2 separate regions of the Gossypium hirsutum genome follow, and region 2 is linked to region 1. Evidence: chromatin contacts called from public Hi-C data. All regions are on one chromosome and are shown on one strand. Each heading gives the region's core, a stretch centred on a gene start, on an enhancer-like site or on the middle of the called end of the contact. The rest is flanking DNA. Distances are from core to core; before and after follow the strand shown. Region 1 holds the start of LOC107962948 (G-type lectin S-receptor-like serine/threonine-protein kinase At1g11300). Region 2 holds the start of LOC107959975 (zinc finger protein CONSTANS-LIKE 4).

Region 1 (2,700 bases), core at 66-2,565:
GGGAGTACACGGTTCATAGCGGACACAGATTGATTTTACAATAGGGATAGAACCAAACGCATTCTAATTACAGACATTTTTACAAAAGAATTTGGAGCCTAGATCTACCTTCTAAGATTAAAATTACAAATTGGAGACTTTTTCGCAACTTCTTGCCTACTTTTTGTAATCTTCACTACAGGAGACTGATGGGATCTGATATTTTTCGGAGGTGTCATAATGGACCGGAATCTAGTGAGCACGTATTCAAGGAGTGTCCTATAGCAAAGGAAACATGGTCTACGTTAGGATTTAACTGGCTTACTCAAGAGGATAACTCAGATTTCAGTGATTGGCTTAATAACATTTTTGAGTCATTTTCTTTTAATCAGTGCAGGACGATTGCATGTGCTTTACAGGTGCTTTGGAATATAAGGAACAGATTTCTACATGAAGGCGAATTAAAGTCTAGATCTCAAACGGTAGCCTTTATTAAGAACTATATTAGAGAATTGGATAGGTTGAGTTCGAGCTTACCAACGATGCGGGTTCTCACTAGTCGATAGGATGCCCCGACGGATCCTTGGGTAAAGATCAACTTTGATGCTACTTTCAAAAAGGATTTACAGGAATCTTGTTCAGGTTTAGTAGCAAGGAACGCAAGGTCAGAAGTCATTTTTGCTAAAACAGTGTTTCATAAGTATATACCTTCTACTTTTACTGCTGAAGCGATGGCGTGCCTCCGATCCGTTTTGGGCTACTTCTAGGGCTGCGAAAGGTAGAAGTTGAAGGCGACTCCCGAACAGTGATTCGAAAATTGCATGAGCAAGTCGATGACAGATCGGAAATCGAAGTTTTTATTCAAGATTCAAAACATCTGAGTTTCGATTTTGAGTCCTGTGTTTTTCGATTTGTATCAAGAGAAGCAAACAAAGTGGCTCATCTTATTGCTAAGGAGGGTTTACAGAAGAAGGAGACAACTTATCTGCAGAATATGTTCACTTTTGGTGTGGAAGAAGCTCTGAATGAAGATCGGCGAAGGGAGGAGTCCTTACGAGAATGATTTTAGTGGATTGCATCAGGAGAGTCTTTTGGAAGATGAATAATGGGAGGTGAGAAAGAGAGAAACTCTTTTTTTGAATTATCTGAGGAAATGATGGGCACTGATCAGCAATTAATGGAGGTCATCATTATAGTTGCGTTCTCCCAGATGTTTTTTTGTTAGTTTTGAAAGATGGGTTGAATAGAAAATAGCTGGCTAGTAGAAGCCTCTAGAGCTCCCCATTTTCGCCAACCTGGATCTTTTTTACAATTTATCTTGTTTTTCTATTTTGGATTGGACTCTTAGGCCCTGTTAAGTTGCTTCTGTTTTGTTTTGCTTTGGGTTTTTACCCCGTTCGATTTGTTTTCTGTTTCTTTTTGTACTAGGCTTGTTAGGCTTGGTCTTGTTATATTGTTTTAATAAAGATCCAGACATTTTCCTTCAAAAAAAAAACAAGTGTGACATTTATTTATATAATTATTTTTTATTGTCTTATTACATCTTATGATATACTTATCAAACTCTCAACCTACTTGTGTAGTCTAAAATATATTATTGACTGTGTATAAAATAATTTTTCATATATATATATACACAAATATCTCTTGAAAAAAATTTGTAAGTAATGAATAAACAAAAATAAGTGTTGATTTATTATTTTTTAAAAATTATTAAGATCAATAATGATACAATATGTTGCAATCTTGAATATGATATTATTAAGAAGGATAAGCACGAAGTTTGAAAAAACTTAATTTTCATAAATAGTAAAAAGAACATAAAAAATACATTAATTATAAAAAATTATGTGTTGAAAATATTGATTTACTTAATTTCTAACCTACACAATTTTGATCAATTTTAGATAATCAAAATAAATAATAAAATTTATTTTTTTTACATTATCTTTTTGGTATAAATAAATAATAAAAATTTAAATTTAAATTTAAATTTGAAAAATAATTTTAATTTTTTATACGGACCAGTACACTTATATTACGGCCTATACGAGAAAATTCAACTTATACTCACAGATAATTAAATTAAATTGAAGTAGATAAAGCCAATTTTTAAGTACTAAAATTTCAACGTAAAATTTATTGATGGTGACTAACGTGTACTTGAAATTGTATTCTGAAACCCAATAGAACCAAGCATTGTGCTCCTAATGGTCCAATTTGATGGCCCAAAATATTCTTTCTAATCATCACTTCATTGGGCTATGAGCGTTGATAGAATGAGCCTGATTGAATACCCAACCCATCCAAAAGGCCATAAAATTTTAATACCCAGAAAAGAAATTTATTATATCAAATATGAGGATCTCATTAATGGGAGGACATATGGGTCCTAAGCCTCGGAATGGTCTGAAGCTTCGAGTGGGGGCAGCAAATCACGAAGCTGACAAAGAGCGTGCTGTAAGCCGTGAGGTGTGCGCCTTGGCATCTGGCAGGAGAAAAGACGGCCTGCTGCAAACAAGGACACCCACATATATTGGACCCAGATATTTGTCCAATACTCCTAAGGTTGTTGTTTACCGGCAAATTTCGATTGCTGTCAGCCGTAAACACCATCTAAGCAATCAAGTTGAGGCAAATCGAAATGATTAAGCATAGCATTTTATATTGTAGTAATTATATTAAGTATTAAATTGTATTTTATTTTTAATTAAAAATGAA
Region 2 (2,854 bases), core at 20-2,519, 190 kb after region 1:
TAGAATCTTGGCAAACCCCCATCCCCTTTAGTGGGTTTCGTTTCGTTAGTTAATTGGTGGAGTGGTAGAAAGCCCTCCGCCCTCCACCTTTCACATCTTTAATAAAGAGATGCTTTAGGGTAGGAATAACAGAACAGGTTTCTCAGCCACCGAGGAAAGTAAAACCCTGTCCACATTTATAGAAAGCAATGCAATAACTAAGTTATATTTACATGACCGACAACAACAACAAAATTAACTTAAGCTTGCAGAATATGAAGCACCCACAAGCTCAAGCAGGTCCACCACCAATGTCGAGTATAAAAACTTGTCGATCTCATCTTCACGCCCTCAAAGGCTACTTCAATCTTTTTGGTTCTTCTCAACCTCAACCACAAATTTCTTTTCCCCTTTGGCCCCCCTTTCAGGTCAATACCTTTATTCTTCTATATCTTGTAATAATAGGACACTTGAGTTATTAATCAAATTAATCAATTCAGGCCGCTGGAAATGTGACGATTAGACTTTAGAAGTAATGAAATAATATGAGCCACACATTTTTTTCAAACTCAATTAAAAGGAAATTTTACATCAGTTAAGACATAGTCAGATGAGTAGCTACCAGAAAACTTAAAATATTAAATGACCAAAAATCAACTAACTATATGGGAAAAAAAACTAATAAATGCTGGGGAACCTGAAACGTTTTAAAATTAATTAGTGATGTCAGAAAGTGGAGTGGGAGAAGACATAGAAAAGCTTTTATTTAATCACTAAAATAATTGATGATTCCATATATTAAGATATTTATGAGCGGCCTAATTTGCGCCAATAATGGACTAGACAATGCACGTCTTTCTTGACTAGACAATATGTAGCTATGACAATAGGTGAAACCTGACTCAGGAAACATCAACTTTGTCACTCCACAAATACATTTGGAACAACTTCATACTTCACTGCTATTCAGACAATAGGTACAATACTCGTAGTGATCGGTACCGTACTGGTACTGGGCAGTAGGTACGAATTTTAAGGTAAAATAAATGTTATAAACTTTCTATGATTGAAACTCACCTAAAATACTTTAATTAATTAACTTGGTCTTGTTATTTAAAGTCAATCAACTTGGTCTTGTTAATATGTACTACTTTACTGCCGTTGACAAATTTGACACAAAACACAGCCATAGTTTACTGCAGGTTATTGGTGCATTACTTCTAACAAAAGGAAGATTTATCAAATCTAAAAAAGATGTGAGATTTATCAAAATGCTACATTAAAGAATAAGATAATATGAAAAAGAAAGCAGAAAAAAGGTATTTAACAATTTGTACATTTATTAAACATTTGACAAGTTGCACTAGAGCATGTGTCAAACAGAAAGGCATAAAAACACAGTGATGCTGATGAACATGGAAATTCAAGTTTGAAAGGAGAAAAAAAACCAAAAAAACAATAAAATGAAAAAGTGTGAGCTCTGCAATTCTTTAGCAAAGATGTATTGTGAATCAGATCAAGCCATCTTGTGCTGGGATTGTGATTCCAGAGTACATGGTGCCAATTTCCTCGTTGCTAAACATTCACGAACCCTTCTTTGTCACCTCTGTCAATCTCCTACGCCCTGGAATGGCTCCGGACCAAAGCTTGGCCCCACCGTCTCCGTTTGCGAAAATTGTGTCAGCAGAAATACTTGTACAGATGAGATAAACAACGAAGAAACACACCACGAAGAAAATGATGACGATGAGGACGACGACGATGATGAGGAAGATGACAGTAGTGAAGACGATGGTGGAGATAGCAGCGGTGACGAAGAAAATCAAGTGGTTCCATGGACATCTGGGCCACCAGTTTCCAGTTCTTCAACAAGCGAAGAATGTTCCACCAGGTTTGGAAAAGAAAATGGTTCTCAATCAAGAACAGTACATCCATTGAAGCGCATGAGTGAGACGGAAGATCCCTTTTATCCAGTAAGCTAACCCTTTTTTGAAACTCTGTTTTGAAGCAGAATCATCCAGCTTGCTCATATTCTCCACAACATCATGAATTTTGTGAAATAAATCAGCTTATTTAGTTGCCTTTTATTTCATCCAAAGCACCAGAAATAACAACACTAGTGCTTGATGTCTGCAAAATGACAAAAAAGCTGCTTCAAGATGAATCGAGGTGTGCTGTCCAAAGCAATTTTTTCTCTATCACTGGCTTGTATTTAATTAAACCAGATACTTATGTGTTTTTACCCTTTTATTCTTGTTCAATAATCAGCTAATTAGTTTTTACCTTCAAGCTGAAATCATCCTTACCAATGTACAGCTAATAAACTTTGTTCCTTTAATTTATTTTGCTCCGACATTCAAAGATATGCCAGAAAAAGAACAATAGGTAATTTTGATTATGTATCAACCTCTCAACCTAGGATCAGATATTATAAGAATCAAACAAACGGATAAATAGCAAAATTTTATGAGGCGAATGGTATTATATATAAAATTATCAGATTTTGCCAAACCTGGATTAGAGGAGGTAGTTTTCTTAGTAGGATTGAATTTTCCTCTTTTATTAAAAAAATTAATATTTGTATATTAAATTAAAGGATTATTTTTTTTTAATTTTATCAGTTTTTATTGTTAAAAATTAATCTCTATATTTGTGTATGTGACATGTTATGTGCTACTTACTTTTTTATTACTCTATCAGCTATGTCAATTTTTAGCAACAGACATGAATAAAACTTTTAAAAGATGAACAATTAACTTTTTAATTTAATGTGTAATAATTAATTTATTATTATTTTAAATAAAATATAAAATATAATTTAACATCTAATATAAACATTTCTATGATATTTTGCGAATTTAGTTGTTTAAGAAGA

Evidence for each region. A called contact is a pair of places that touch in the nucleus more often than the background predicts.
Region 2: a Hi-C map of leaf shows a contact between it and region 1, with 1.6 times the contacts expected there. The contact joins the promoter of LOC107959975 here to the promoter of LOC107962948 in region 1. A contact is called at or near these places in 2 of 34 Hi-C or Micro-C datasets (callus and leaf).

The regions. Positions count from the first base shown.
Region 1 is chrA06:81,369,381-81,372,080 of Gossypium_hirsutum_v2.1, forward strand. It overlaps LOC107962948 (G-type lectin S-receptor-like serine/threonine-protein kinase At1g11300), which reads right to left and starts at 1,316. Exons shown (of 5, transcript XR_005928188.1): 1 at 688-1,316; 2 at 517-588.
Region 2 is chrA06:81,560,248-81,563,101 of Gossypium_hirsutum_v2.1, forward strand. LOC107959975 (zinc finger protein CONSTANS-LIKE 4) reads left to right here and starts at 1,270. Exons shown (of 1, transcript XM_016896166.2): 1 at 1,270-2,319. The coding sequence starts at 1,443. The coding sequence ends at 1,961.